Regions from separate parts of the Mus musculus genome. Here regions 1 and 3 are each linked to region 2. The links are chromatin contacts, called in public Hi-C and promoter capture Hi-C maps. All regions are on one chromosome and are shown on one strand. The core of a region is the stretch at or near the end of the contact, and the rest is flanking DNA. Distances in the headings are between cores, read along the strand shown. Region 1 holds the start of C920006O11Rik (RIKEN cDNA C920006O11 gene). Region 2 holds the start of Gsta2 (glutathione S-transferase, alpha 2 (Yc2)). Region 3 holds the start of Slc17a5 (solute carrier family 17 (anion/sugar transporter), member 5).

Evidence for each region. Hi-C and Micro-C count contacts between places; a contact is called where the count stands out from the background. Capture Hi-C pulls out chosen DNA fragments and counts their contacts.
Region 1: a contact with region 2 is called in a Hi-C map of liver, with 2.1 times the contacts expected there. The contact joins the promoter of C920006O11Rik here to the promoter of Gsta2 in region 2. A contact is called at or near these places in 3 of 484 Hi-C or Micro-C datasets (embryonic stem cells and liver), 3 of 115 datasets of contacts at active chromatin or transcription factors (all in embryonic stem cells) and 1 of 9 other capture datasets (liver).
Region 3: a promoter capture Hi-C map of liver shows a contact between it and region 2. The contact joins the promoter of Slc17a5 here to the promoter of Gsta2 in region 2. A contact is called at or near these places in 3 of 39 promoter capture datasets (the HPC-7 cell line, cranial neural crest and neural stem cells), 1 of 115 datasets of contacts at active chromatin or transcription factors (bone marrow-derived macrophages) and 1 of 9 other capture datasets (liver).

Annotation. Positions count from the first base shown.
Region 1 is chr9:78,174,578-78,177,277 of GRCm38.p6, forward strand. It overlaps C920006O11Rik (RIKEN cDNA C920006O11 gene), which reads left to right and starts at 1,337. Exons shown (of 4, transcript NR_040401.1): 1 at 1,337-1,458; 2 at 1,994-2,165; 3 at 2,422-2,516. It overlaps Rn7sk (RNA, 7SK, nuclear), which reads right to left and starts at 1,056; the gene lies at 725-1,056.
Region 2 is chr9:78,345,847-78,348,567 of GRCm38.p6, forward strand. It overlaps Gsta2 (glutathione S-transferase, alpha 2 (Yc2)), which reads right to left and starts at 1,299. Exons shown (of 7, transcript NM_008182.3): 1 at 1,243-1,299.
Region 3 is chr9:78,586,737-78,589,436 of GRCm38.p6, forward strand. It overlaps Slc17a5 (solute carrier family 17 (anion/sugar transporter), member 5), which reads right to left and starts at 1,309. Exons shown (of 11, transcript NM_172773.3): 1 at 1,138-1,309. The coding sequence starts at 1,231.

The sequences.
Region 1 (2,700 bases), core at 87-2,586, 170 kb before region 2:
ACATTTTTTTAAATAAATAAATTTAAGCAGGGACTGGTAAATAGGCTCATGCTCTTATTTCCAGAGTTTGGGAGGCAGGCAGATCTCTAAATTCAATGCTACCCTGGTCTACAGAGAAAGTCCCTGAACAGCTAGGGCCACACAGAGGAAACCTGAAACAAACAAACAAGTAACTAAATAAATGTTTAAAACAAGAGAGAGAGAGAGAGAGAGAGAGAGGAAGGAAGAAGGAAGGAAGGAAGGAAGGAAGGAAGGAAGGAAGGAAGGAAGAAAGAGAGAGGTGGGGTAGAACTGTTCCCAGACAGAATCTTTGTTACGACTGCTTGGAACCTTCACCTGAACTCATATTCTCTCTCTCTCTCTCACACACACACCTTTTAAACATATTTACATCTCTATTTACATCTATTAACATAACAGAATTTTTAAAGATTTAAAAAATTTTTAATTAAAAAAAAATTTTTTTCCTGTCTCTAGCTGCATAGTCGGCCATCAGTGGAAAGAGAGGCCCTTTGGTCGTGCAAACTTTATATGCCTCAGTACAGGGGAATGACAGGGCCAAGAAGTGGGAGTGGGTGGGAAAGCGTGTGGGGGACTTTTGGGATAGGATAGCATTGGAAATGTAAATGAAATAAATACCCAATTAAAAAAATAAAAATATATATTTTTTTTAAGTTAAAGAATAAAATAAAGTTTTAAACGAAAATTAAATTGCAGGAACTACAAAAGAAAGGCAGACTGCCACATGCAGCGCCTCATTTGGATGTGTCTGGAGTCTTGGAAGCTTGACTACCCTACGTTCTCCTACAATGGACCTTGAGAGCTTGTTTGGAGGTTCTAGCAGGGGAGCGCAGCTACTCGTATACCCTTGACCGAAGACCGGTCCTCCTCTATTCGGGGAAGGTCGTCCTCTTCGACCGAGCGCGCAGCTTCGGGAGGGACGCACATGGAGCGGTGAGGGAGGAAGGGGACACCCGCCTAGCCAGCCAGATCAGCCGAATCAACCCTGGCGATCAATGGGGTGACAGATGTCGCAGCCAGATCGCCCTCACATCCGAGAGTAAGCAGGCTCTTGGTAGGTATATAAGGCCATAGAATTTTGTAACTTTACACATGTGGTGACCTTATGTAGCCGACTGTACTTGATATTATAACAAATCCTGAATCCGTTTTAGGGTTAAATAATCCTTTTTATACTCGCTTCGTTCTAAGTTTAAATTAAAATACTTAAATTTAGGATGTTTTTACTGTTAACCAAAATGCTTTGGGGCTATGCAAAATACAACAGTTTGGATTGGTTAAACCTTCCGAAGCCCCGCCCCCGACGGCCATGTCTATTCTACGGCCCGGCTCTGCTCCTGGCCCAGGCGCCCGTGTCCGGTGCGGTCCCATACGAGATGGGTTCTCTGCCTTCGGTGCGTGTCGGCGCCTCTGCCAAGGCGGAGCGGACGGCGAAAGGTAGACCCAGCGCATCTCCAGCTTCACGAGACTCACGCGGCCTTCCGTGGGCCGTAATCGTCTGTCTCCCTCTGTGGCCGAAGTGACACACCGAAGCGAGTAAAAAGCTAATTCCTAGAACAGTGTGATGCACCCGGCCCTCCGTTGGCTTCCCGTGCCCTTTGTAGCTAAATTTGGAAAATCCTGAGTTTCTCAAAGTCCAAGAACTTTATAATGTGCACTGCTAGGCTAATACCTTTACAACGAATGCCCCCCAGCTTCCCTGAATCGGAATGTGAAAGTGACACACTGAAAACCAAGGCTAAGGGTTCTGTCCTTTCTTTCACGTGTTAAAATGGTGGCATCTTTTTAATGCGCGAGGGAAAACGCAACAACAATAATAAAACACTCCTCCCAAATCCTGAACATTCAGTTATGTCCAGAAAATTGGGATGAAGATAGGACTTTGCTTTACCGCTCTGTACTGCGTTCGGGTTTTTTGTTTGTTCGGTTTGTTGTTTGGTTTTTGGTTTAGTTTGGTTCGTTTGTTTTCCAGAAAGGCCGAAAGCCATCGTGACGTCGAGGCACAAGCTCCACTGTCCTAACAGTAGAGGTCGCATGGAGTTCGTGAGACGGGCATTAGCTGCCGCTGGAGCTGTACCCAGCCCACCGTATTTTCACAAATTAGCCAGACAATACGCCTTCTCTTCGCATCACTACTGGTCCGGGTCAGCCATAAGATCCTTCCTGTTAGGGACTTTTCTTTGAACTAAGATGTAATTAACGGGATTCATTACCCCTTTTAAGTTACCCTTGGTTTCTACGAGGGATAACAGGTAATAAGGACAAAGGGAAGTAATGTAAATTTTGTCAGTTTTATTGATTATACACCCTCTAGGTGAATTTTCTGTACCTGCGTTGCACGGTTGGAAGCCTTGTTTCCTGGCCTGCGAGTGCAAGTTTTGCTTTTGTTCTATTCTTCAGCTTCCTGTGGAGATTTTCAGATACAAGCAAACAAAACATTGCATAACTCTGTGTGCAGCCCTTACCCGGATGTGTGCAGCTTTAGGGTGTGCTTGGTATGTCTCCTGCCTCCTCTTGGTTTGTGGGAGTCTTTCCTCCTAACATAGTTTCATATGGGAGTGCCACGATTTGGTATTTATTTCCAACGGGTAAAGGTTATCACACCCACCAAAAAATCTGCAAGGCTTTATCCTCAAAGCAGTCTGTCTCATGCGGAGTTTTTACTAATGTGTCTCGGTG
Region 2 (2,721 bases), core at 49-2,548:
GAAGTCCTTTGCTCCATCCTCCCCACACTGCAGTCAGTGCACAACATTGGTCAGGCTACTGCCTTGCAGCCTTCTTGGTGACGAGTGCCTTATACATGACATCCATGCTGAGCTGTGTGGCTCTCTCTAACCTCCCAGAGTTAGAGCTGCATGCTACCCAAGAGTCCTAGAGCCTTCTCCATGTTTGTGACTGCCTTGAATCTCAGTACAGGACTGGCCACATAACTGCTGAGTGTCGGAGCTTGCATTCAGCCTCGTTCTACAGAAGGACTTTATTCCTGCTGTATCTTCTTACATACTCTTTAGTTTCTAAAGGAAATAAGTAGACGGCCTCTTTCCTGGTATTGGATGGAAACCCTGGTATAGCCAGGGTCCTCAGATGGTTCAAGATTCACACTTTCTTTTTCCTACTTCCTTGCTCTGGCTCACCATTTAAAAATACAAATTGTGTTGGGTATTTAGATAATAAACTAGTAATAAAGTAGAAATCCTAAGTATGAAACCTGCTACTCTGTTCAACAGAATGATCAAGGCAATGGGAACACATGACAGACACAAATGACCTAGAAAACCGAGCTGGGAACCTGGTTTCGGAGGGGACCCGGGACGGTCTGTGGTGAATTTCACTTCTTAAGAGAGAGGAATCTGCAAGTTCTCTGTGGGTTTGGGGATGCAGTTCAGGAGAAGAACATTGTTGATCTTCATTTTTCCTGAGAGGGCAGGACAGACCCACTCCTCGATATCCTAAATCCCATGCCCTTAGATTCCCCTGCAAATCTGTTAAACCCCACCCTTTGGCTCAGTGACACTGAAGGAGGGGCAGGAAGGAGGGGACAGACAGAAGTAGAAGGGGAAAAAAGAGGAGAAGGAGAGGAGGAAGGAACAGAAGGGAAGAAGAAAGGATAGAAGAGGAGGACGGGAGACTGGAGGAGGGAGAGATGGAGGGAGGAAGGGACCTGGAGGGAGGGAGAACCGAAGAAGGAATAGAGGGGGAGCAATAGGTGGCTACTGGATGTTCAGTCTCAAAGCAATGCATATGAACCAGAACCAAATGCAGGTAAATCAATCGTAATGGACATTGAATATGAGCAGAGCCTATTATATACATGGGTGAGGATTACATAATAAATCCAATTATCTTATGCAATCAGTGCATGCTAACTAAATAAAACGCTGAAAAACTAGTTTGCAGTGCTGCAGACCTGGGAACAGGTTCCACAGGTTATAAGAGAGAACACTGACCTAGTGAGAGTCCTGGCTTCTTCTCCACTCAGCTCCCAATCCAGCTCCAGAGGAGTGTGCACGCTACTTTAGTAAGGCAACAATTCTTACCCAGTATAGGGACCAATAGGGATCAGCCCCTCCCATAGACACACATAGAGTCCAAGATACCAGAGTTTCATGATAGACTAGAAAGGTGACAAATCAGGAAGAGGGACTAATGAATCCCCACCCCTTCCTGAAAATTTAGAGTCCTCTAATATAGCCAGTTCCTGATAAGGTTCCTCTGAGCCTGTAAATGATCCTCATACATGCGTCTATAAAGAACTCTATAGGAACTCTTCTCCTTCTCCTTCTCCTTCTCCTTCTCCTTCTCCTTCTCCTTCTCCTTCTCCTTCTCCTTCTCCTTCTCCTTCTCCTTCTCTTCTCCTTCTCCTTCTCCTTCTCCTTCTCCTTCTCCTTCTCCTTCTCCTGCTCCTGCTCCTTCTCCTTCTCCTTCTCCTTCTCCTTCTTCTTCCCTTTCTTCCTTTTCTTCTTCTTCTTCTTCTTCTTCTTCTTCTTCTTCTTCTTCTTCTTCTTCTTCTTCTTCTTCTTCTTCATCATCATCTTCTTCTTCTTCTTTTCTTCTTCTCCTCCTCCTTCTTTTCTTTCTCTTCCTTTCTTTCCTTCTTTCTTTCTTTCTTTCTTTCTTTCTTCCTTTCTTTCTTTCTTGTCTCTCTCTCTTACACACACACACACACACACACACACACGTGGAATCGAGGGATAGGAAGGAAAGAAGGGAAAACCACTTGAGAGTCTCAAACAGTATGACCATCCTTACCTGAGTCACCCCACAGAACTCTCAGCTCTCATAACAAAGTTTGACTTTAAACTGCTGAATTAGGGAGATGGTTTTTTAAGGAGCCTTAAATTGCAGAATTAATGCATTGTCTCAAATTCAAGGCTAAGTTAAACACAACAGGTCACACTGCTCCCTGCTTGTTTTATCTGATGAAGCATGTTAATATTAAAATCCTGCAAATAGCATGATATCTGTCTTAATCTTTGCCCTGTTTTGATTTAAAAAACTCAAGAGCCAGAGGGCAGAGAAGACGGACACAGCTCACACTTAACTTTATCTGGTGACCAGTCACATTCTGTCCAGCCTGCTCTAGGTCTCAGTGCAGCCTGTGAGTCCCTGCAGTTACTCCTGTGGGAAAGTTGCTTTGTCACCATTAGCAATGTCATTTCCAAGCTAGTGAGAATTACTGATCCTTCCTGCCAAGTTCAGACAGGGCTCTTATCCACAACAAGGTCATTCTCGCTGACCTCACTCACACACCCACAAGCTGATTCATGATTTTAGTTAATCCATGGTTCATGGGTCTTGGTTATTAATCATTACCTGATGATCTGGCTGGCCTCCGAGATGCCTGTCACATGCCTAAGGCTGTATACCCTACCAGAAAGGAGGGCTGGCCTCTTTTTATCTTGGTGTCCACTGCTAATTTCTCTTCA
Region 3 (2,700 bases), core at 59-2,558, 240 kb after region 2:
TCTGTGTACCACAGGTGTGTCTGAGTAGGGAGGGTGTTGGCTCTCTTGAGCTGGAGTTATGGATGGTTGTAAGCTTCCATGTGGGTGCTGGGAACTGAACCCTCGTCCCCTGGAAGAGCAACCAGTGCTCTAACTGCTGAGCCATCTTTCCAGTTCCCTAACAAACTATTCTAAAAATAAAAACAAAACCAAAACAGATCACCCAAAAGCCAACAGAAGTAGTCTGAATAAAGTCAGAAAGTAGGGTAGTTACCCACACAAGTGGGAAGGATGGTTAAAACAGTTACGAAAGAATTCTTTGGTAATGTCAACAAAAGACATACCGACAGAAGACTGTTCCGGGCCAACAAAGGCAAATTTCCAGTTCAATTCTTTCTCACACCTATATCCTTGAATGTGTCCAAGCCGATTTGTCCTTTAGTTTTCTGTAGCTTCAGGAAGCTACATTACAAAAGTGTAGCGAAATCCAGTGAAGACACATACTTGTGTTTTGGGGGATGGTGGGTATGGAGACTAGAACCTTGTCAGGCAAGGACTATACCTCTGTGCAACATGCGCCCCCCCCCCCCCCCCCCGCAATGAAGATGCTTTTTGAAGTAGCACCTGCAAGACCTCTAGTACGGCATATTGTCTTAGAGTGCTAAAGATATCTTATCTTGAGAATAACCTGTTTCCTAACTTAAATTGCAGTCTGATAGACAAGGAAAAAATAGAAATGTCTGCAATATTTTGGTGTCTTACAGCACAAGATATTCGCGGGATTATGCAACTGTCCCCCGCACACTCAACAGCTGTTAACTCTTCTTTGTTGTTGTTTTGTTTTTGTCTCTCCTCCCCAACAAGGCGCTACCAGATCACATGTTTACAGGCCGGCATAAGCGGAAACCTGGCGGCCGCTGGAGGGGAGCAAGAAGCACTTTGGCCCCTTTGCTTATTGACTCGGATCGGGTACCCCTCCGACCCTGAATTGCTTCAGTCCCGCCAGCGCCACAGGCACCTCCGTCCCGACCCACAGCACTACAGCGGCTACCTGTCCCCCCGACCCCGCAGCCACTCCTTCAAGGCGCCCACGGCCGGGAACCACCCGCCCGCCAGGAACGCTGCCACTAGCAATCACTCGGTGGTCCCGCAGCTCACCCGCTTCGGTCTGCCGGGCGCCCGGCAGGAGCGGGGTGCTGTCCGAGCTCTCCTCATCGTCGTTTCCCGCCGGACCCCGAAGCAGGGGCCTCATAACGCCTGGAGAGCAGATGTGCCGGCGTCGTTGCTTGGCCAACCTAGCTCTCGGCAGGACAGCCCTTCGCCGTGCTGGCTGGGCGGGGCAGGATATTGCCCCGCCCCAGGACACGCCCATATCTGGTTGCCTGTTCCTAAGGCGCCATTTTAGTTTCGGGCAATTTCCCGCTGTGGGCAGGGTTGGGTTGGGCGTGGCGTTTGCGCTGTGCAAGATGTGTGTCACCAGCGGTAGGGAGCCCAGGACTCTGTTACACTAGTAAAAGCCCGGGCATTGGACAGCCTGAAGGCGGCGATGGGGTTTGCATCTCGCAGTGATAGGGAGCTAGGGAAATGGGCAGGGACTATTTGCCTTCTAAATGTCTATAATAGTTTTCAGTCTTTGTCCGTTTTGTGACAGCATATGGCTTTTGAAAAGTAGCAAAGGAAATCATGTTTTGTCCGACGAAATTGACTGTTTCAGAGGTGAACCCCAATGTAGGCAGCTGCCTTTTCTCTTTAGGAAGATACTGTTGATTGTACCCAGGGCCTCACACATATTAGACTAACGCTGATACATACCATTGACCTACATCCCCAGCGGGCAGGCCACGTGATGTATGAGCGTGGGGGAGTTTTCTCTGTAAATCTAATTTGGACAGATTTTCCCTACTGCTGACTCTAAGAAAGAGGAACTAGGAAAATGCTTCAGTCAGCCTTGGTGGGGCCATCGGGCCTCTGAGTAATAAAAGCCATATCTGCAGACCGATGGAAAAGACAGATGTGGTAGACGCCCTTAGAGATTTCCACGCAGACCAAGGAAGAGCAGAGGCTCAGAAAGTCAGGTGAGGCCCCTGTCTAGAAGAAGGGCTGACTGAGATTTACTAAAGATATCCCTAACTCTTGGGCCAGTAAATGCTGATGGGCAAGTTTTCAAAAAGACAGCTGTAGAGATAAAGCCCTTGAGTTTGTGCATACCCGCCTGGCAAATTCTTATAAAATGTATGTACAAACAGCACTTCTGGTGTGGTTAATTTGATGTGTCAGTTTGCTTGTCCTCCATGTGAGTGGATTTCAATTTGTTTGAAGGTTTGATTAGAACAAAAAGATCAGCTTCAAGCCGGGCGTGGTGGCGACACCTTTAATCCCAGCACTCGGGAGGCAGAGGCAGGCAGATTTCTGAGTTCGAGGCCAGCCTGGTCTACAGAGTGAGTTCTAGGACAGCCAGGGCTACACAGAGAAACCCTGTCTCAAAAAAACAAAAACAAACAAACAAACAAACCCAGCTTCCCTAACTCATCCCCTTGTACCCACCCCCCCACCCCTGAACTCCTCCAACAGACGGCTTCAGATTTCATTAGCCTCGGGGTTCTCATCTTTCTGCACCTCTGCTATCCTGTGTGAGCCAATAGGTTTGTTCAACACTGTATCTCCTCTCCTTTATTGCTAAGATCATCCTTTTTGGCAGGGACAGCCAAGGGAATCTTCCAA